Linked DNA regions of Mus musculus: all the other regions are linked to region 4. The links are chromatin contacts, called in public Hi-C and HiChIP or PLAC-seq maps. All regions are on one chromosome and are shown on one strand. Each heading gives the region's core, a stretch centred on a gene start, on an enhancer-like site or on the middle of the called end of the contact. The rest is flanking DNA. Distances are from core to core; before and after follow the strand shown. Region 1 has its middle 14 kb from the start of Gm29856. Region 2 has its middle 35 kb from the start of Gm29856. Region 3 has its middle 38 kb from the start of 2310043L19Rik. Region 4 overlaps Cep170 (centrosomal protein 170).

What was found. Hi-C and Micro-C count contacts between places; a contact is called where the count stands out from the background. HiChIP or PLAC-seq counts read pairs in DNA pulled down with a chosen protein or histone mark.
Region 1: an H3K27ac HiChIP or PLAC-seq map of large pre-B cells shows a contact between it and region 4, with 2.6 times the contacts expected there. The contact joins two enhancer-like sites. A contact is called at or near these places in 3 of 115 datasets of contacts at active chromatin or transcription factors (large pre-B cells, microglia and pro-B cells).
Region 2: a contact with region 4 is called in a Hi-C map of pro-B cells, with 2.9 times the contacts expected there. The contact joins two enhancer-like sites.
Region 3: a contact with region 4 is called in an H3K4me3 HiChIP or PLAC-seq map of pro-B cells, with 11 times the contacts expected there. The contact joins two enhancer-like sites. A contact is called at or near these places in 5 of 484 Hi-C or Micro-C datasets (the G1E-ER4 cell line, brain, cerebral cortex and 2 more) and 4 of 115 datasets of contacts at active chromatin or transcription factors (the 230-238 cell line, T-cell acute lymphoblastic leukemia, large pre-B cells and 1 more).

What each region holds. Positions count from the first base shown.
Region 1 is chr1:177,467,120-177,472,947 of GRCm38.p6, forward strand. No RefSeq gene overlaps it. Among named protein-coding and RNA genes, the nearest start is that of Gm29856, 14 kb to the left of the region's middle. Within about 2 kb of position 2,027, at least 45 of the 459 cell types and tissues checked have an H3K27ac peak or open chromatin away from gene starts, as enhancers often do.
Region 2 is chr1:177,487,893-177,493,590 of GRCm38.p6, forward strand. No RefSeq gene overlaps it. Among named protein-coding and RNA genes, the nearest start is that of Gm29856, 35 kb to the left of the region's middle. Within about 2 kb of position 2,064, at least 71 of the 459 cell types and tissues checked have an H3K27ac peak or open chromatin away from gene starts, as enhancers often do. A contact at or near this core is called in pro-B cells, where this site is marked.
Region 3 is chr1:177,678,329-177,683,516 of GRCm38.p6, forward strand. No RefSeq gene overlaps it. Among named protein-coding and RNA genes, the nearest start is that of 2310043L19Rik, 38 kb to the left of the region's middle. Within about 2 kb of position 3,078, at least 45 of the 459 cell types and tissues checked have an H3K27ac peak or open chromatin away from gene starts, as enhancers often do. A contact at or near this core is called in the 230-238 cell line and pro-B cells, where this site is marked.
Region 4 is chr1:176,731,753-176,736,933 of GRCm38.p6, forward strand. It overlaps Cep170 (centrosomal protein 170), which reads right to left. Exons shown (of 20, transcript NM_001099637.2): 19 at 5,092-5,143; 20 at 1,901-4,229. The coding sequence ends at 3,928. Among named protein-coding and RNA genes, the nearest start is that of Gm26104, 34 kb to the left of the region's middle. Within about 2 kb of position 1,294, at least 51 of the 459 cell types and tissues checked have an H3K27ac peak or open chromatin away from gene starts, as enhancers often do. A contact at or near this core is called in the 230-238 cell line and pro-B cells, where this site is marked.

The DNA of each region.
Region 1 (5,828 bases), core at 777-3,276, 740 kb after region 4:
GCAATACAGACTTCACAGATCTCTTGAAAGAATTAAAGATAATATGAGCAGGGTGTGTATGGGTCTAGGGTTTGGCACCTCGTGAGTATCCAGATGTGCCAGCTCTTCCTCTTGCTTGGCCTCACCCCTTTCCGGCTGGTACTTCCCCTGGGCTCAGCTGTGCCTGTCAGCTTTTACTTCTCTTTGCCACTCCACCTGCGGCTTCTGTCCCCAGGGATCTGTCCTTAGAGGGACCCTCTCCACTGACCTGGAACATTCAGTCGACGTCTTTTCCTGGTGCCTGAGGACCAGCATAGCTGCTGTAAAGGCAATGAGCTATGAGGTGGGTGGGCCGAGGGCCTGAACCTCGAGTGCTTGCTTAGCTGATCTCTGTGGTGGTAGCTCTCTCTCTCTCTTACATCACTTACCCAGCAAACGTTCTGAGAAAGCTGGCATCGCCTGGCTCGAGAAAACCCAAGCTGAACTGTCCTTTCCTCTTGGTGTGTCTTGCTCACTCTGCTTTGCAGCCCACTCCCCCTTGGCAACAGATCCCTCCTCCCCCTACACTGGGTTCATGCCCCTACTGTACAGTTCTTAACGGCCTGACTTTCCCCCAGAGCCTCACAAATACCCTAACCCATAGTATGAGTGGTGACTGATGCTGAATCTAGAAGAAGCCTGGTACCAGTTTCTTTTGCCTCGATTTGATGACCCAGAAATTCAGATTTGAATGACTAAAGAGGGTCACCTTTGAAAGCCACAAATCGGGGTTTCAACTTAGTCAAATTTCAGGCTCAGATAAGGGATGAGAAGTGACTGATCTACAGTCACACAACTGGGTTGTAGTATGGATTTGAGATTTGGTTTTGGTTTTTGTTGTTGTTTTGTTTTGTTTCCTAATGTGCTTCCTGCCTCTTGGTGCTACTCAGAGTGGTAAACGAGATGGCTATGCCCCACATCGTCCATGGATCAGGGATCCACTGAGGCCACTGAGACCATCCTGTGTTTGATGGAGAAAACTACCATCAATTATTCTGACTATGCATATGCTCTGGAGTACCCAAAGCTTGTCCGTGCCTTCTAACAGAAGCTAGGCTCCCATCTAGACAAATCCTGGCCAGCAAACTCAGCCTTACTGCATCTCCTTTTTGTGTTTAGGACTCAGTTTACATTTAATTGATGTTCAACACATTGTGAGCTGGGGTGTGTGTGTGTGGGGGGGGGGTTGCTTGCTTTCTATGGCAATGTAGATTTGAGGTTCATGGGGCAGGTTCCAATCTGAGAAAGAGTCAGCCTCTTCCATGCTGGAGTCTTTCTGGTATGTGTATCACGCTCTGTGTATTTCCCACTGACTTGGTTGTTCTCGGAAGCACAAACTTAACAGAGGTCTCAGGGAGGTGGGTTTAGGAAGGTCTGGTGGTGGGGCTCAGACATCATCCATGTAGTCCCCCAATCTCCGGGAGGCCGCTCACAGGCCTAGCTTCTGAAGCAGAACCCTTCCATCCCTCCATCCCCCTTTCTTGGAATTGAGGGGGAGGTGAGAAGGGGCTTGGCTCCATGCCTGGCACACAGCGATCCTCCAGGAAGGTGCCAGCTATTACTACAGCTACTGTTGGTATTACTGTCACAGCTTCCACACCTTCCACACCACCCACAGGCTGCTTCCTGCCAGCATCCCGACCTGGAGGGAAGGGAGAGAGGTGGAAGATAGGAACCATAGAGTGTGGAGGTCAGTGCTTTCCCAGGCTTGGCCTGGAGAGACATTCTGCTGCCCTTGCCAGCCTCCCGTGCTCCCTCTGTATGGTCATTCCTAAATGCCATGGCGTTCACTGCCTGTAACACACGTGTCTGTTCTCGTTCCCATTGAGACCACTGCGACCTATTGTGAATTGGGCATTTGATAGTGACGCTCACATTCTCACATCAACCGCAGGAAGCTGGTGTCTCCCACAAACTGTGATACAGAAGAATCAAGAGTCCAAGGGTGAAGTAGTGTGCCCAAGGTCAAAACCAGTTGATGGGCTGAGCCCCGCCTATCTCCAAAGCTGGCACTGCAGCTGCCTGCTTAGAAACCCCTGCTGGCTGTCACCAGCCACAGTTACCAACACTTGGTCATCGTTAGGGGTGGCAGGTGATTTTCCCTTTACAATTCTTAGATTCTGGGCTTTCCAATTACTCTCCGAAGGAGCCTGCTACATTTGTGTAAGTGAAATAGCATTGGTGGTCACTAACGGTGCACTGGCTATATGTCATCTCATCTATACCTTGTGCAACCTTTGTTTTTCTTCCTCTCTGTTTTTCCTTCCCACTCCCCTTCCCCTCTCTTTCTCTCTCATTTCCCTCCATTTATTTTGTCTGTCTGTCTATCTATCTATCTATCTATCTATCTATCTATCTATCTATCTACCTGAGACGGGATGTTGCTATGTAGCCCTGGTTGGCCTAGAACTTGTGGCTTTCTCCTGCTTCTGATTTTATAATCCAGCCCCATTTCCTGTCCTCTTTCTGCTTCCCGACTGCCTAGGAAAGACAGCCAGGCAGCTTTCTGCTCCTGCTGCCATCCTTTGTCCACCATATTGGAATGTATTCCCTTGAACTGTGAGCCTGAATATGGCCATCTTTCCTCAGGACAGTTTATCATAGCACCAGGAAGAGACAGGGAGGGCTCATGTACAGAAAAGCAGCCCATGTCTATACTGGATTCCATGAAATCTTTATGAGTGAGACTTAGTAGGAAGAAGTTAGGACGGTGTGGATGTGACCTTGAAGGGGATCATGGGACCCTAGCTCCTTTCCTGGTTCTCAAACTGTTTCACAGTTACTTGCTGTACCCAGCATTCCCTTTTTGGTGTGCTGCCCCACCACAGACCCTGGGGACAATTGGACCATAGAGTGGAGATTCCAAAACTGTGAGCTACAACAAACAAACACAAACAAACAACAACAAACCCCCTTCTCTCACAGAAGCTGCTTACCCCAGGGTTCTTGTTGCAGGGACAGAAGTTGGAAAGGGACTCCCCCTTTCTGTGTGTGTCTTCCTTTCTGCATTTCATGGCCTGCACAGCCCTGACCTCTTTCTTGTGCGTGACTTTGTTCCACTTTCAAGTGCAGAGGTGTGTCCTGATCATGTGGGGTCTGGAGGTTACTAGCCTGGAGTCTTGTAAACACTGAGCATTCCCTGGTTTGCTGAAGGAACGGGTGGGTGGATGAGTCATTTTGTAAAGAAGGAAGTCCATCCTTGGGAGACGGCTTGGGACTCCACCTAACTGAGTTTTCCAGTGGGGGCTGTTCATTCTTAGTCCTTCACTGGTGGCAGCCAACAGAAAGGCAGGAAGGATGCACATCTGGCTGGGGAAGCAGAGATCAGCTGGGGCGGTGGGAAACCTTAAGACAAGTGACCAGAGGATTTCTGCCTGAGCTAGCTATGATGAGTCACCAGGCACCCAAACTAGAAGAGCTGTCCACGGCAATCCAGGAGGATATATATGTCTGACGACGGTGGCAGGTAACAGCGGCGGAGTTCTCACCGCATTCTTTTGGAATACGTTGCTGCTTGGAGAGCACTCACTTCACAGTCATAATCTCCGGGGAGGGAGGGGGACAATGTACCTCTCTGCTTGCTTCTCCAAGGGCTATTATAAGGACTAAATGCAAACCAATAGTGTAAAAATGCTTTGTAAACCATATGTTGCACATTGAGATTGTAGGTTATTGTTACTATTATCACCATTTTGGATCCATTCCTCTTCATTCCCTTCTAGAACTCACTCCGTTCCATTCCCCCACCCCTGTGTTTTTTTTTTATAGACTCTGCATCCCTGCCCCAACTCAGCTTCCCTGACATGTCATTGCTCCTCAATGATCAATAAGTGATCATTAGCTCTAGTCACCAGTGTGATCAAAATGATCTGTACCATATGTATCTGCCTATTCTTCAGATCCTGGGTATATTGGTCAGCTTTCTGCTGATAACAACACACCAGAGGTTCCTTAAAAGGGGGCGGTGGTTTCCTTGAGCTCCTGGGTTTTGAGGCTTTTGTCTATTATCAGCTGAGCTCATTACCTTTAGGGAAGTAAGCCCGTTCTGTCACCACAGGAGGAGGAAAGAGGTCTTTTCAAACCCTATCTCCAACCAGGCCCCACCTCTTAAAACTTCCTCTACTCAGTAATGCTCTCTTGAATGCTCTCCTCAATGATGCCTAGGTTGCTTTTCTATGTGTAGTATGATGATAATTATCCTGTCCAGCCTACCTAAGGAGGTGCAGTCACCATCAGCAGAATATGGCTTGAATTACCCAGCCCCGCGAGCTGATGCTTCCTCCTCTCAGTCCTGAGGAGACAGGGTCCACAGAAAGCATTTATTGATAAGTTTTGGCCGAAGAAACACAAAAGGACAGTTCTAGGAAGATGTAGTTACACCACCCTCTGCGGGGGAGATGGGTGGATGGTTGTTGCAAAGAGGATTGTTGTAATGACAGCATATGGGATCGCTCATGTAGCAATGGGTCATAAAACACTAAGGAAAGGATTCCAGGACCCCTGCTCACAGGCTCCTCCCTCTTTCATCTGCCAGAGATGCCAGATCCTGGTAATCCATCGAACATTGTGTCACAGCCCCTAGCTCTAGGCTCATAGCCTCAATATTCAGTACCTCCCTCGAAACGAAATGGTGTCCTTTCTCCTGGTGCAGTCAGTCTTACTTAAATGAAGCAAACAAAACCAACCAAACAAAAAATACCCTCAATCCCATTAAGTTATTCCTCTGTCTACCTCTTTCTTTTCACAGTTCAGCATCTTGATGGGGCTGGATCCATACTGTCTCCAGGTCCTCAGGTCTATCCTTGCCCATCTTCATCTCTATCCCTGTTACCCCTGATCGACCTAACTATCATCTATGTATTTATCTATCCATATATCATCTACCTATCTTTCTATCATCTATTTATCTACATATCATCTGTCTGTCTGTCTATCTATCTATCTACCTATCTATCATTTCATCTCTTAATGAGTCATGTTATCTGTACTTCTAGATCCCACAGGCGTATTTTACATCTTTCTCTTATGACAATGACACTTTTCTTCTTAATATGTGTTAATGGGTGAGCCCTTGGGGTGCATGTGACACCACAGTACCTATGTGCAATCTTCCTGTAGCTGTGCCTCCTCATTCTCTCTGTGCTCTGGGCTGCATTCCTAAAACGACTGATTTGAGTCTTAACTCTTGCTACCTAACAGTACTAACTTGTTTGGAAATGGGAGCTTTGCAAATATAACCCAGCTATGGGGTCACAGCATGCTAGGGAAGATCTTAGTCCAATGCCTGTAAGAAGATGGACTTTGGGAGGATGTGGTGATGAAGGCAGAAGCTAGTTGGGTGCTACTGGACAAGGAATACCAGCAGTGGCCAGAAGCCACCAGAAACTAGACAGAGGCAAGGAAGGTCCTGTCCAGAGTGTTTAGGGAAGGCACAGCCCTGGTCACATGTTCATTTCAGACGTCTTCCCTCTGTGACTATGGAAGAACAATAGATGTCTATTGTGTAAGCCCCCAAGTTTGTAGCAATTTGTTAAAGCAGTCTTGGATATATTCTCCCAGGAGCAACTGGCATTAGATATGGATTTTCATACGACTGTTGATTTGTGAAGGATTTATTTTGAGTTACAGCATCAGAGAGCTCAGTTTCTAGACAGTGGTAAGAGATCGCATCACAGAGCAGACCTGCTCATTTCATGGTGTTCAGGAACCAGAGAGATAAAGAGTTAGAGAGAAATGAGCCACGGGAAGGCCCTAGGGCATGCCTAAGTAACCTATCTCCTCCAACTGACCCTCCCCAATTTCCTAGCACC
Region 2 (5,698 bases), core at 814-3,313, 760 kb after region 4:
ACATCAAAACTTGCTGATAAGTTAAAACAAGCTCGTATGCTGAGTTTCCCCGCATTTTCTGGCTGTTGACCTCTGAGAGGCAGAGTGTTGTAGATAGGGGAAGTCTTATGGCTTTTGAAGGCACAGTTCTGTCACCTTAGACACTGAGTGGAGAAACATGTGCCCATGGTGGGGTACCCATGGTGGGAGGCTGCTGCCCTACTGTGCTGGTGGCCCTGGGGCAGCTATGGGTCAAGAGGATGCGACTATCTCATATGCCCAGCAAAGCTTTCTGCTCCACCTACCTCAGCTCCAGGTTGCCCTTAGATCTTCTCTGTTTCCCACTGAAATGAAGGTGGAAAGACAGGTAAAGCCCTCCCCCACGAGTGCATTTTGGCATGCCCCTCCCCCTATTTTTGGTGCTGGGAGCAGACCCCTGGGTTCTACTGGGGTTCAAGCACACCCTCTTCCATCCAGCTACTTCTTCAACACAGGTGACATTTCTTTTCTGGGGAGTTTCCTTTTGCTGACTACATAGTTTCAAATTCTAATGTTAATGTAACTAATTCCTGGCAGATGATGGATTTTTTTTTTTAAGCACAATTAAATTACAGCAGATTTTCTTTTGGTAGACTATTTTTAGTAAAATGCATAGGATTAAAAAAAAAAAACTACCCAGTGCTAACAATATGCTCAATCTGGATGTGAAGGCATGCTGCTAACTAGGCTCGGTGACACATTTCGTTAACATCGTTTAAGTCGTGTACTGGCAGATTAATCTGTGAACAATTTAACCTTGTATAAATAAGTACGGCCAGACTCTTGATAGATACGCCAGGGAAAGGTTTTAAACTATTAAAAAAGTGAACAGACATTAAATAGTAGACATATTAGTTAGTCCATATAAAAATGCTGCGCAAGGGGTATTATAAAAGAGATCTCAGGATGGATACTCTAACACACAGGCTCAGGGAACACTGAAATCTTTGACTCACGTGTCTCCTTCATCTCCTCTGGGTGGGGCATAGTACTGAGGATTGGAGCCCTACTCCAGAGTCTGCTGTACCACCACACTGATCACCCGGCCCTTTTATTTTTCTCAGAGAAGATGGATTCTTGATATGTTGTCCAGGTTTCTGACTCTTGGGCTCAAGCAATCCTCCTACCTCTGCTATCTCTGCAGGTGGGACCATAGGTTCAAGTCATTTTTAATTTACATTAATGTAGGTCCTGCATCCTAAGGTAGTGAGACTGGGCCTTTGCATGAATGACGACATGCTTAGCAAAGAATAGCAAAAAGGTCCTTCCTTAAAGTGTGTTCTCTCTCTCTCCCTCCCTCTCTCTCTCTCTCTCTCTCTCTCTCTCTCTCTCTCTCTCTCTCTCTCTCTCCCTCCCTCTCTCACTTGTGTGTGTGTGTGTGTGTTCCACTGAAGAGAATTATGAGTGGGAAAATGCAGCCTACTGAGAAGCAAGTCCTCACTGGAAACGCAATGGTTGGCATTCCTGACTTGATTGATTATCCTCTCGTCCTCTCTTCTCCCTGCCAGGAGCATCCTCACCCCTGCCTAGGACCACAGAGCCATCCTCTCCGAGCTGCTCGCCAGAGCCGTTATCCATTATGCCATCCTCTCAACAGCTGTTTCTTGCTTGCTCGCCGTGCAAGGCGAGGTTTTTGTTTTTTTTTTTTTTAACATTTTTTTAAATTTTAAGCCGAGAGAGAGAGAGAGAGAGAGAGAGAGAGAGAGAGAGAGAGAGAGAGAGAGAGATGTTTATGTAGTTTTCATGATTTCATTTTGGGAAATGGCCGTTTCCATTATTTTATTTGATGCCACCAGCTTAAGCATCTGGCTGTCTCAGGATAGACTCTCAGTGAACCAGACTGGTAGACAAGGGTCCCTGACAGTGAGGAGGGCACAGCCTTCTCAGTCCTTCCTGGAATGTCAGCTTCACGGTCAGTATTACGCTGTGGCCTTGCTGGAAAGTGGGATGCACAAAATACACGTCTGGACCCCATGTGGAAAGCAGGCTGCTGCTTTCCTTCCCTTCCACGCCACCCCAAAAAAGGGAACCAGTTGGTTCTTAAAAGGAGAAAGAAAGGCAAAGCAGCCCATGTGCTTCCTGTTTCAAAAGACTGGGCACCCGACACAGAGAACTGGAGAGCCTCTGTCAAATAGAGACAAAACAGAAAGTTCCCACTTCTGCCTCAGTGTCCGTTCTAGGAAAAGTGAGTCTCGTGGCCTTCTAACCAGACCATTTGCATTTTTAAAAGAGTCTCTGAGTTTAAAAAAAAAAAATCATGCCAGAGTTTATCCAAGGGACGCATCTCTGGTTCTGGTAATTCGTTCTCTATCTGGGAGGCACAGGAAGGAGATTGTGTTTCCATAGCAGTCAGGTGACAGGACTGAATTCCCAGCAGACTGGTGACACAGATCTATCTATCCCAGCTGTCTGGGAGCTGAGGCAGGAGGGTCGCTTGAACACAGGAGTTCGAAACCAGCTTGGGCACCATAATCAGACCCTGTATCCAACATAAATCAATCGATACAGAAATACACAAGTAAAGGAGAGGAAAGTAATGAAGTGGGAATTAGAAGGCAATAGCTTCCATATTGTCCACTTTAATGATGCTTGATGAGCCCAGAAGCAGTGACACTGTACAGCCCGAGAAGCACAAGCAACATTGTCTGTAATTCCCCAGCCTTGTGCTTCTTACCAGAGAGTCTGAGTTCACCTTTTGAGTAATTTGATTGATATGTGAGGTGAAGATTTTTTTCCCCTCAATTTTCTTCTGACTAGACATCACATTTATAACCCAAACTTAGCGTTTTATTCCTTTGGGGAATAATTTTTTTTAAAAAAAAGTTATCCTTCCAAACAAACAAAACCAAACACAAAACCCTAGAATTACCACGGAAATGGTACTTGTAGTGCAGGGGTTGTGTACTGAAGTGTCAAAAACCAGATCCTAACCCTGCCTAGTTGACAAATTCTACAGCTGTCGAAAGGTTTAAAGCAATACAGATCATCTGAGCCAATAAGTTGATTTGGTGAGAGTGAAATGCTAATGAGCCTTTGATCTGTGCAGAGGCCGGTGAGTTAGAAACACAGCCTCCCTCACCCCTCATCCAGCCAGCTGTCTCACAAATACTTGCCATTGGTCACAGAGGGGACCAGGCAACCTGGGAGAGGAGATGGATCAGCTCAAATCTATCATCTCCCCACATACATCACTCAAGCGCTGGCCCTAGCCGTGACAAGCCAGCAGCATCCACTTCCTAGCAGAGATGCACACATTGCAACAGAGTTTGTTATTTTTGAAAGTTTTTTTGTTTGTTTCTTTTGGTTTTTGTTTTGTTTTGCATGTATGTGTTTTGTTTCGTTTTTTTGAAGGAGACTCTTTTTGTTGACCTGAAAATAAATGTAGACTGGTACTTACTTCCTGATTTGGGGTTTTTGAAGGTCGTGCGTATGCATGCACACAGTTGGTGGCTATGGAATGTGGCTGATAAAGAAGATAAGTATCAAGTTCAGGGAATACTTGCAGGTTGTAAGAACCGGTGGTGCCGATGAGGGATGCCAGGCGCACACACAGGGCATCGTGGAGCAGCTGGGCTCCGGTGGGGAGGCTGACATGGTCACAGCAGCTGGACAAATGGAGGGGGTCAAGAAGTGTTTGCAGTTCCTGACTTCTTTCTCTGTGTCTCTGAATGGTGTAGGCTTCATCAAAGCCCTGTACTGGGAATCGATACCTGGGGCAGTTTCTGTGTGTAACAATCCCCCCTCCCAAGATGATTTTCCAGGAGAACATTCCAGCTCCACACATCCAGGACAGAGCCACGTGCTATTTTTTAGAAGTTGGTTTTGATGAAGAAAACAACCCACATTCCAGTTATATCAAAAATGTAAAATGTGAAAAGTTTTCTTAGCTGTCTGTTTTCTTCTGGTGATGAAAATACCTTTTAACCAGGTTTGGTTAGATGCCTATAGTATGGTATGAAGGCCAAGGTGTAACAATACAAAGCCTCATGTGGGTTGGGTCCTTGAAGATTTCTATATGGACTCTATATTACATGTTCCTTCCCTTGTGACTTCTTATTTTGATTACTATTTCATAATGTATAACTTGTAAGTATTTAAATAACTGGGAACCAGTTATAAGATCAGAAAAATGGTATTAATGAAGGTCTAGAGGCTAAGATGATCACAATTTCAAATTACTGACTTCCAAATGCATGGAAAGGATACACACACAGGGTAAGAGGTAGATAGAGACAAGTACCCAGGAAAACCAGGATTGAAGCAGTATTCCAGTGTTGTATTCACAGGACTCGAATCCATGATATGCCAGAGAGTTCTGTCTTGTTACATAATGGAACCCAGTTTTCAGTGAGCCAGGCTCCCAAAGCTGTTTGTAGATCTGTTGTGTAGAATTTGGGATGCTTTGCCTCATGCTTACGAGGAATGGTCATGATATCATGGCTTCCATGATAACACCTGAGCGTGCCTTCTTTCTCTCTAGCTTGGCCCCAGAGCCCCATGCTCCACCTCACAAGGCCTCTTGACCATTGTTTCCTAGCTCCTGTTGTACCAGTTAAGCTGACACAGTGTTTCGCTATCTCACCAGGCTATTTCCATGTCAAGACTTTGTGTTTAGCTGTGTGCCTTTGGTGCAAGCCGACCAAGGTGGCTGCTTCTTTCCCTTCAAAGAGACTTTTGCTTTCACAGCCTACTCCACCTCTGATGTCCCCTTTGGTCACCTCCTTTCCACCGTAGCCTTTTCTCCTCTTGTTACCATGCTAGGCACTGTCTGTCTGTATGCATGCATGCATGTATGTATGTATGTATGTATGTATGTATGTATGATTTGGCCTCTCCTACCAGAAAGTAGGCTCCTATGGGCCAAGGTACTGCTCTAGTTTCTTCTATGCTCATTCTCAGAAAGCTGTGTGATACAGAGTGAATGTCCAGGAAATAAAGTTGAATGGACCTGATCTTGAAAAAAAAAATGTGTCTTTTTTTTTTCATGGTTTCAAGGTGTTTATTGTAGAAAGGCAGAGATAAAAAGAAGAGTAGAGAAGTAGAGGCTGATCATAGCCATGTGGAGAGAGAGGAGAAGGGGCAGGGGTGGGGTGGGGTGGAGGAGCAAGAGGGCTAGGGAGAAAGCAGGAGAGGCAAGAACAAAAAAATGTATCTTAAGCCAGACTTGGAGCTTCAACATCCACCTGTGTAGCCACAAGCAAATGGCTTTCCCCACATTTTTCTATCCCTGGGGGAGCAGGCTTTTTCAGCCTACCACAAAATCCGCTGAGACGAACAAATGGAGTTTGTAAAATGCCTTGACACGTTCCCTCTCCAAGCCATGGGTCTTCATCTGTAAAACTGGAGCATGTTAGCTAATTCCTCAAGGTTGCCTAGTGTTATTTACACCCTTGGTAATGATGGAGAAGAATGGGAACCTCTCTCTCCTGTTGCCTGGTACCAGCTGTAATGGCAGGTGACAGTGAGTGAGTGGCTCTTTTACCCAGAGCTCTCCACTTCTTCTCCCTACACGTGTTAGGCTTCTAGCGTGTGTCTCTTTGGGATCCTCCCTGCTTCCTGAGTTCCTGTGCATACAAGCCTATGTGTAAGTGGATTAGTTTAGATTTCTACTAGGCTCAAGCCTCCCCTGTAGGCACTGTCATGGAACCTGGGCACTGGGAAAGATGAAAAGTGTTCTGCC
Region 3 (5,188 bases), core at 1,828-4,327, 950 kb after region 4:
CCGAAAGCCTCAAGGATGACTCTCGGTGGCCCCATCTCCTTCAGCAGAGGTGATGGAACCTCACTTCCCAGGGAATACCAAAAGGCTAATAAGGCTTTCCTGACTCAGCATTGCCTGCTTGCTGTGAATGAAGTCAGCCCCCATGTTGTAAACTGCCCCGGGTAGGGACCCAGGTCATCAGGAATTGATGTCACCTGCCAGCAGCCAGATTCTCAGATGGACAGCTCCACTCTGGGTGTCTTGACCCACCAAGACTCTGTGATCATAAACATTTGCTGTTTCCAATCTATCACAATAATAGGGGAAGAGAAAGACTATTCAGTCATTCTCTAAAAAATGTGTCACTTCCCTGTCTAAGAAGCCAGACCGATCAAAAGACTATGTATACAGACTCCTTTCAAGGGCTAGGATTCTATGATGTTCTCAAAAGCCGAACATCAAGCAAATTCTTGATATTAAAAAACAACAACAACAAAAACAAACAAACAAATAACAACAAAAACAAAAACCTGACCAAGGAAACAGATTCTTTGGTGAGCTCATCTTCTTGGTTAAACCAATGAGTCTTTTTGGCAGACTCTGAGCTTAAATGTACCTCATAGATTCGGACAAGGCTCAAGCTGAGAGCAATGCCTTCTAAAGCTTATAAGATTTCCTTACCACAAGCCCTCACACAACAGCTGTCTCATAGTCGGTCCTCAATAAGCAACTGTTGGGTGAAAGGAAGGGGGAGAGGAAAGAGCTGTTGGTCGGAAGGCAGACAGGTCTCTCCTTTCTTAGTCATGATGCAGGCAAAACCCAGACTTGATTCTTAGCTGTGGAGCCCGGGCAGATCTGTGACCTCTCACTTCCCACTCACCTACTCAGGTGTGAAACAGGAGAAAAATACTCTCCATGTCCCAGAGATATTGTGGGATTACAATGGGGTGCACATGGGAAATTCTTCTTGGATTGGAGAAGACATATCAATTTTGCTCTTCTTTTTTCTAAACTGTATGGTCAGCTGTGCCAACTTAGAAAAAAGGCTGTAAAAGAAAACGTGCCCACCTCTACACCTGGGAAAGGGCCACTACTGGGTAAATGGCCATTTGGAGACAGGAAGTCACTGAATTCTTATCTTGCAGCATCAACAAAATTTAGAAGAAAGTCAAGTGTCAGCTACAGCACACACCATCCTTGACTTACAGTGGATTAGAACTGGGAATTTTGTTTTTTACATGTTGTGGTGATACAGAAGCGGTGTACAGTTGCTCTTGGATCTTTTCCTGGTTTCAATGCCTGTGGTATGGCACTGTCCTCCAGTGCTTGGCCTTCAACAGGGAGGTCCAGGTCCTGGTCAGCCTCACGATCCTAAAGGTGAACCTCGGAGATCTTCCAGGGCACAGTACATTCACCATGCAGCTGAGTAAGCTGCGGTAGGCCAAAGGTGAGGCATGTGTTAAATGCCTCTGCAGCTCTCAGTTGGCTCATCACTATGTCATCCCGTTGTAAGTGAAGGACAACATATCCACCTGGAACATATCCAATATGACACAATTAAGAAGAGTGCCATGAAGCTATGAACACTGCAATGAAGAGATCACCAAGAGCTAAAGTCCTATAAAAAAAAAAAAAAACAACCTAAGTGGTGGGTACTATATAGCAATCATAAAACTGCTACATACATGTACATGTGTTCACAGACATGCCACAATTCAGAGAATAACTATTCATATATCAATTCCTAACAACAGTTGACTCTGGGAAAGGGAATGGAATTAGGGTCAGCATAGCATTTAAACATCTCATCACACGCACACACACACACACACACACACACACACACACACACACACACACACTTAAATACATATTAGACCTGCTGACCAAGTGTTTAAAATGGGTGTCCGTTAACTTAGAATTTTCGAAGCAAAAATAGTTTAAGTTTGAATGTAAAGAAGAAGACTTTGGGCTAGTGAGATGATTCCACAGCTAACCATGCCTGCTACCAAGCCTGATATCATCAGCTGCTTCCCTGGAAACTCCATGTGGAAGAAAAGAATAGACTCCAAGGGTTGTCTGCTGGCCTGTGCACCATGCAATACATACATACATACATACATGTCTAGACCTTCTGTTATGGTGACATTGCAGATTGAACTTGGGTACCCCCAAGTGAGGAGCAAGCACTCTGCTGCTCTTACTTTCCAACCTAGTAATTCTTTAAAGATGTATTTTATGTATATGAGTAAACTATAGCTGAAGACACACCAGAAGAGGACAAAAAAGAGGGTTGTGAGCCACCATGAGGTTGCTGGGAATTGAACTCAGGACCTCTGGAAGAGCAGTCAGTGATCTTAACTGCTGAGCCATCTCTCCAGTCCCTGGTAAATATTTTTAAAAAGAAGAAAAACATTAAAAATAATGCATGGATGCCAAACCCCTACATGAGAAAGGAAAATCTGTATAAGCATTAAAGGAGTTTAAAACAATCATAACACAAAGTTTTTCTGTAATCAACAACATTAAGAGATCTGTATACATAAACATATAGTTAAATTAAAAGGTAAACAAAAAACCGGTATAACTCAGAAACAGGTGCAGCAAGGGCTTGAAGCCTTTATATTGTAAAAACAAAACTCCAGGTCCCAGCCCTCCAGCCCCTAAGACTCTTCGAAATGGAGCATGTATTTAAAAAAGTCACTTCCTGGCCTCAGTTTCCAGGCATAAAAGCAAGCACCAGGAAGATAGTCATGTGCTCATCCACCTCCACCCTTGCACACATACAACCTAAAACCGTCTCCATCACTACCAGGTTGGGGGGGGGGGGGGGGGAGAAGGAGAGGATGAGCGGAGTCTCTAGTGTATTGCGTACACTGCGACTTCCAACCCCGTAGAAATTTTCACCCAGATCCCTCTGTGAGGGTGAACTGAGCTCTGCCTGAAAAAGGAGAAGTCGCAGCGCAGAGTGGCCAGGTTTCCACACCCAAGAGGCATCCTGATCATCCGGGAAGCATGGCCTGCACACAGTTTTAGCTAATGACTTCACTAAGGAGAGCCCACTGTAGTCTCAGGTTCCTCTAACTGAAAGGCCCTCGGGACAGTCCAATGCTTCCTCCCTCGAGAAAGTGGGACTTCTCCAAACCCGCAGTCACTCCACACCTCCCAGAGAGGGAACTCTTCAGGCTCCTCCCAAAGACGGGCCACGCCCACTTGCAGCAGACCACGCCCGCTATGGGGAGGCTCGAAGTCCCTTTGAGCTGGTGAAGATGCCCACACTGCCTCTGGGATTCCTGATGTCTGGAGGAATAGGGGGAGCCCTACACCTAATAATTCAATCTGGGCCACATGCTCACTTAAGACAGGGGTTGGAAGTTTCTCTTCTATTCTGTGTTGCTAGAGGAGCCCTCCACAACCAACCTAATTCCTAGCCCCTCTGGATAGTTAATTTTAAAGAGAGCATTAGATGAACGCACAAATTCTTATCCCTTCAAGTACTCATTCAACAACCTTTTAGTAGGCAGCGACTGAGGGAGTGGGATTCAGCATTCCACCCTATGCCCGCCTGCGTACAGATTCCTTAAAAGCCATTGCCAGGCTGGGGAAAGCACAGACAGTAGCGCTGGACTAGAGACAGCCCAGCTGCTAACAAGACCTGAGCATGTTTTTGACTGTAGTGCTCTATCTCCTAGATGCTGTGAGGATTTTAAAAAGATGCTGTGGTCCAAGGCCTTACACATTGGAGTTTGACATACCCTAGACAGTGGAGAAAGGTCTCAGGTTCTAATCTCCCCCCGACTCTTCCCATCGTTTGTTTGTTTGTTTGTTTGTTTGTTTGTTTGTTTGTTTCCATCTTCAAACTTTGCTACCTGTACCATCTGCTGTGAAGGGGACCTGGGCAACTCTCCTGCATCCCACGTTCACACTGAAGCCCTGGTCCTCCAAGTGAAAATATGTCACATGAGGAACTTTGGGGAGATTTTAAGGTTAGAGCAGGCCATGAAAGGGGGCACCCTCTCGAATGGAGTTAATATTCTTTTATAAGAAACACAAATGTTGAATCCATGGCAGCTCATGCCTGTGATTCTAGCAGGAATTTGAGAAGCCGAGGTGTAAGTATTGTGTGTTTCAAGTTAGACTGAGCTACACAGTAAGTTCCAAGGCAGTCTGAGCTATAAAGGGAGTTTAAGGCTAGCCTGAGCTACACAAGCAGATACTGTCTTCAAAAACAAATGAGGATGGGGAGAGGGAAGATTAAACACACACGCACGTGCACACACACACACACACATGCACACGCACACCATGTGGGTCCATAATTATTAACCAGCCACCTTTAAAAACCCAGGCAAGATCTTCACCAGGCACTGGATCGCCCAGTGCCTTGACCTTGGACTTCCCACCCTCTGGAACTGTGAAAAATGTCTGGTGTTTGAGGCACCCAGTCCTGCCTTACAGTAGCCCAAGCTGAGACACCATCTCATACACTCAGGTCAAACAAAACACAAAGACAGAGCTTAGACCATAATATGCTGAAGAATAGAAACTCAAAATTGGGTTTCGTTATTGTAAAAGTAGAAGATTTTGTCCCAGAGACTAAATTGATTCTCAAGAAGCCGTGCTCATTTACCTAGTATACTATATGGCTATTTTTTTTTTCGGTTATTTGTTGTTTTGTTGACTCCAGGTGTCATATAGTTCACACTGGTCTTGAACTCACTGTGTAGCCCTGGCTGATCTTGGAGTCACGGTCCTCCCAGACTTCACCCTTTCAAGTGCTGCGATCATAGACAGGAGCCTTGTGTATTTTGGCTGTTTTCATGCTGGGAACTCAAATCTGAGTAGTTATGACAAAGACATTTTCATCTCAAATTGTTATGTAAGGTATGGCTTTCAAAACCCCAAATATTGACTATCTGGCTCTTTCTAGAAAACATCCCCAGGCCATGCTGTGAAACCCATTCCATCCTAAAGGCCCGAATTGAGGTTAAATGCTGAAAATTATCCTTTCAGCTTGAGAGTCAGTAAGGTTTACAAGGCCTGGTAGTTGTGGTTGAGATGAGAAGGAACCTGGAGGTTAGAAGCAGAGACAGCTCTGGGTGGCGGCCTCTGGCCTGACTATAAAAACAAAACTGAAGGCTAACTTAAGGCATGTTTTTAAGTAAATAAGACCAACTAGGGATGCAGCTTCGTGGTAGAGCATCTGCCT
Region 4 (5,181 bases), core at 44-2,543:
CATTTGTGCCTCAACTACCTCAAATATGAAGCAGTTGAATTAAATGTAATATCTGCCAATTCTAGATCTAATACTACATACCTTAAAACTACAAACGTCCATCCACTTCAGAATAGGACTTTGCAATAGCTTGAACAGTATGGTGAAACTAAGAAGATTTCAGGGAACAAATGTTTACTGCATGTTTCCGTATGCATATGAGCAATGCAGAGCAGTGAACATTCCAACAAGCAATGGCTCCAGGTGGCAACATCAGCTACATATAGGCATCAGCAAGGGACTGGCTTTATGGTTTGGGAAACTGCATTTGGAAGGGAGGGGGGGGGGGAGAAGTGATTTAGCTCGGCTCAGGGAACTTAAACAAAACTTTGAATATACAGCTATGAGGCTCAGATATTCCTTCTAGATTCCTGTTGTACTGGCCACTCTCACATTCAAATAACATAAAGGTTTCCCAAACTTAGACATGTTGTGGACTATTTCCTGGAGATCTGTAATTTGCATGCAACTACAGGTCCAACAGAGTATCTCAGACATGGGTGGTACCACCACAGCTCTGGGGAGCCTCTGACCGTGTTTAAGACCTAACTGGACTGTGGCATAGCAGGTGTCAGTGAATCAAGAGCACACAGGAAAGCAAACAGGGAAGAGAAGGGCTACAAAGTTCCTACAACCTGATGAGAATGAAAATGAATCAAAAGGAATCTGAGCATACAGAGCAGTGTGTATTCCCTTTAAGATCAGCCAAGGGGCAACAGGAGTATGACTTATGGTACTAGAGGAAAATGGGCTTTTCACCCTCTCAGTGTAGGATCAAGGACCGTTTACTTCTGATGAGTATACTGCTTAGTATGTTAAGACAGTAGCTACAGAATGGATTAGGTCTGGGCAAAACTGAATCTGATGGGTTAGGCGACTTCAGTGAGTTTATATATAAGAACCTTGCAGTGTTTTTGAAGCATTATTTCATAGTCCCTTGAACTACAAGAACCTTAGATAAGATGAAGCTCTCATTTTATAGATCAGAGTTGAAGGACCACATTCACAGGAATAGGTCTGGATCTCAAAACATTCAACTGAAATCCCTCAAGAGTTGTTCCTGCCAGAGACACAGCAAACAGGTCCAAGGACAAGAAGGAAGTTAGAGGATGCAGAAGCTGAACAGGATGTCTACCCTGGAAAAGACAAGGCCAAGGACACAAAGGAAGTTCAATGGCACAGAAGTATGGCGTTCTACCCAGGAAACACCTGCAGTGACGTAAGAGAAGTACATACACATGTGTCATATGAAGAGGGGAAATGAAAGTATACAAGACACTTGCTATGGTATCAAAGAAGGAAGTTTTGTGAAGATGTAGGTAGGGTCTGAGGAATGGCAGGGCTGTGGGTAAACAGTGCAGGGTGGAAGAGCAGGCAGAAATTATACTGAGAAGCAGCATGTAACAGGGTTAGAATATGGAAAGCCACACAATCAAGCTGTGAAATTCTTGCTATTGATTAATAACGGAGACATTCAAGACTCTTGAGACCCACTGAGAATGAAAAAAAGTCTAAATTGATATTTTTTAAATTGAAGATGTTCAAGATATTTAAACTTCTCCTTTGTTTCCCCGATATACTACTGTCAGAAAGCTTTTGGATGACTCAAGGCTGACTACAAATAACTTGTGTGTGTGTTTGTGTGCATGCATGTGTGTGCTTGTATGTGCACATGCACACATCCATGAACATATGTTACACTAGAGTATTAAGCTATTGTATTACATTTGTTAGTAATCCATTAAGAATACTGTTTTGGATGATCATATAGTTATTAAAACTGGAAGGTTCCTTTATAAAAAGTTGTTTGGTAAATTTATAAATGAAAATATATCACATGGTAAAAGACATGAAATCTATGATCATTGCATAAAGTTCCAGAAACACTTTATTTAAAAATGGAGTTGTAAATGCATAACAAAATAAAGTAATAAATGTAACAAAAATAAATAAGGAGAATGTATTCATATAAAATAAAAATAACATAGTAAAAGGCCAAATGTTTATAATTGAACAAAACTGTGTAAACAAACAATAACGTAAGTAGATAATTTAATACCTTCTTAGACTCCTTATCTTGTATTCTTCATGTAGATAGACTCAGTACCAAACGTTAACTAAAGGGGGGAACAATCATGATTATTATGCATAACTTTTTCTTGAAATGGACTGACCCTGCTTCGATGTTTTGTTTGTTCCTTCAAAGCATCTCACTTCCCTTTTACATTTGTTAAAATCCTTTTGAAGTTTTACTTCATGAGAGCTGTGAATTTAGCTTTACAAGGAGAACAAATCCTTTTCTGTTTTTTAATTTAAAGAAAAATATGAGATCCATTACACAGCAGACTTATGTTTTACATCTTACAAAAACATTTTGCATTTTTATTAACTGATCCAACATCATAGGATTTCTTAGATCCTAAAAAAAAAAAAACCTTGAAGAGCAGTTACCTTTTCCTTAAAACAAATGTAGCGTAGGTTATTGCTAAGATATCAAAGACCACATCACAAAGCTGCAGTTTACTCTTTATAGACTTAGAGCCTTTGAGTAAATCCAGGCCTATTAATATATTTAAAAGAATTAAGATTCACCCAAATTATAGTGTTCTGGAAACACAAAAATAATTCCTTTATTTAAAAACTTATTGAAATGTGAGCTTACTGGAAAGAAAACAAAACAGTAACAAAAACCAAGTTTAGAGAAGATATTTTTCACAGGCTTTCTTTTTAGTAGCGATAAGCCCAAAGCCTTAGTCGTTGTTGCTGTCTTGCAGGGTCCTTACAAATGTGTAAGACTGACAAAGGGTTACTATGGACCTACAGGGAAACACAGAAGCAATTCAATGACTGGGAGTGCAACTATCAACTACTCTCACAACTACTGATCTTCACGTCTCCTAATGAAGAAAAATTAACCTCATGATCATTTGAGGGGCATTTCTGTAACATAAAAACTTGGTAACACAGGACAAATATACATGTTCTTAATTTTAAAAATATACTCCACCTAAACTATCTGTCAAATTTAACCTTCCTAGCAATTTAATCTAAAAGGAGAGACAAAATCGTATTTCCTTAAAAAGAAAAACAGAAGAAAAGAAAAAAAGGAAAAAAAGAAAAGTGCCAAATAGCTTTGTATGAAAAGTGGAGTAAAACACTGTGGGGTTAAAACAATACAGTATTGTCAACTTCCTATGTACAAATGTCAGTCCTTAGTGATATATGCATACGCCCATCTATCACTCCCAGTAAATCTTAGTGCAAACATAATAATTAATTTCCATAAACCCCAAGACAAGTTACTTAGCAACAGTTATAAATCACACTATGTTGGAAAGTCTTAGAACGCAGGACGGCTGCTGTGGAGGGTCTGCTTCACTCTACAGAGCAGGGCGGCGCTGTGTCCAGTGACTGTGAGGAATAATATAAACCCTAGTATTAAGAAGCAAATTGAAAGGTTTAACAATCTGTACAGCGGGTGCCAAAGTTCATCTCAGGGGGCAGCTTGGCACAGGAGACACAGGGGCTCAGAAATGTGGATATTTTAGTTTGTTTGTAGGTCACAGCATGGCTTAAAACAAACAAACAACAACAAAAAAAAACTATGAAGGGAAAGGATGAAATGATATGATTTCATCTGAAAATCACAGAACCACAAAAGGCGAAGCCGATATAAGCTGCCTCTGCTGAGTGTGCTTCAAGTGGCTGTCTGAGTGGTTTGAAAAGACTGGTGTGACACATTAGAAGTAAAAATAAATAAATAAATCAAGAAGACAAAGATAACAAGATTGTTGCTGACCAAGCTCTCTTGTTTTGTATGTCAACATTATGCTGCTTCCAATGCCCCTACTTACTCCATGGGTAATGTCTCTAACAAATAAGGAAACGTCATTCGTGTACTGTAACATCCTCCTCTTCCCCATCAGGGTTGAACCTATTGAAATGGATACTGAAATCAGCCTCAGATTCAGCATTCTCAAACTCAGTGGAGGCTGCTGCTGCCACTCCCGCAGCAGCAGGGTGTAGGGCTCTAGTTTCTGGTGGGCAAAGTGCTGGCGTCTGACTAGGGCTGCTGTGGTTATTAACAGGGCTGGACTTCTGTTTTGGTGGAGATGGCAGGATAGCATTGGGAAATCCCATGTTGTTAAGAGCCTCCAAAGTCCCATCTGGGTCAATCATGGCATTTATCACTAAAGGAAACAAAAAATAAAGAGAGGTAATTCTGTTTTTAGCAAGATGCAGATATGAATACTTCTTATCATTAATAGAGACTTTAGCTAAAGTAAGCTAGTAACCTCTAGTTAAGTGAGCTAGATCTAACATAACCTGGTTCAGTAACCAGTGGTTAAGTCTACATTGTAGACTATACATATCTGAGTGCTTCTCCTAGGACTCTGCAGTCCATACAGACACTTTAGGTGACTGCAAACAGTGCATGGAAGGGAAAAAGCCAAGAGCTTTCTAAACTTGCTTTTACCATCATAGAGGATTACTAAAAATACTGGTTATGTTTTCAACATCCAGATTTTTATCAAATACAAATATCAACAATTGTTCATTATCTCTATGCCAGTTGTGGCGGCCTCAGAGGTGGAGGAGGAGGATCAAGAGCTCCAGCAACTTGGTGAGGTCCAGACCAATCTGCATAGACCACTTCCGATAGAGGGAAACAACAAAAAGATTTTACATTGGGAACTATCTATATCTATGTATCCATGTTTATGGGGCTAGGAAAGAAGCCAGGGCCTTACACATGCTAGGCAGATATCCTAGGATGGAGACACATCTCTAGTCCTTTATATATAGAGTTGTAAAACTTCCCTTTATGAATAACTTGGATATATTCAACTCTATACTTTTATAAGTACTGGTTGATATATTCAGTCAAATACTGTTTCAATAATTAAGAATGTAAGAAATATATTTTCAGAAATGGAATACACTGAGCTGGTCTCAAACTCAATCCTCTGGAATGCTGGGCCTCAGGCATCCCAGAACCCCGCACACTACCTTATCCAGATGCAGCACTACTTAATCTAGCAGTACATTTACCTTGCAACTGTTTTTCAACTCTTTTAAGCTCCTGTAAAATAGAAGAAATCTCCTGTAGGGAAAGAAATACCCCAAATTAGCTTCTTACCA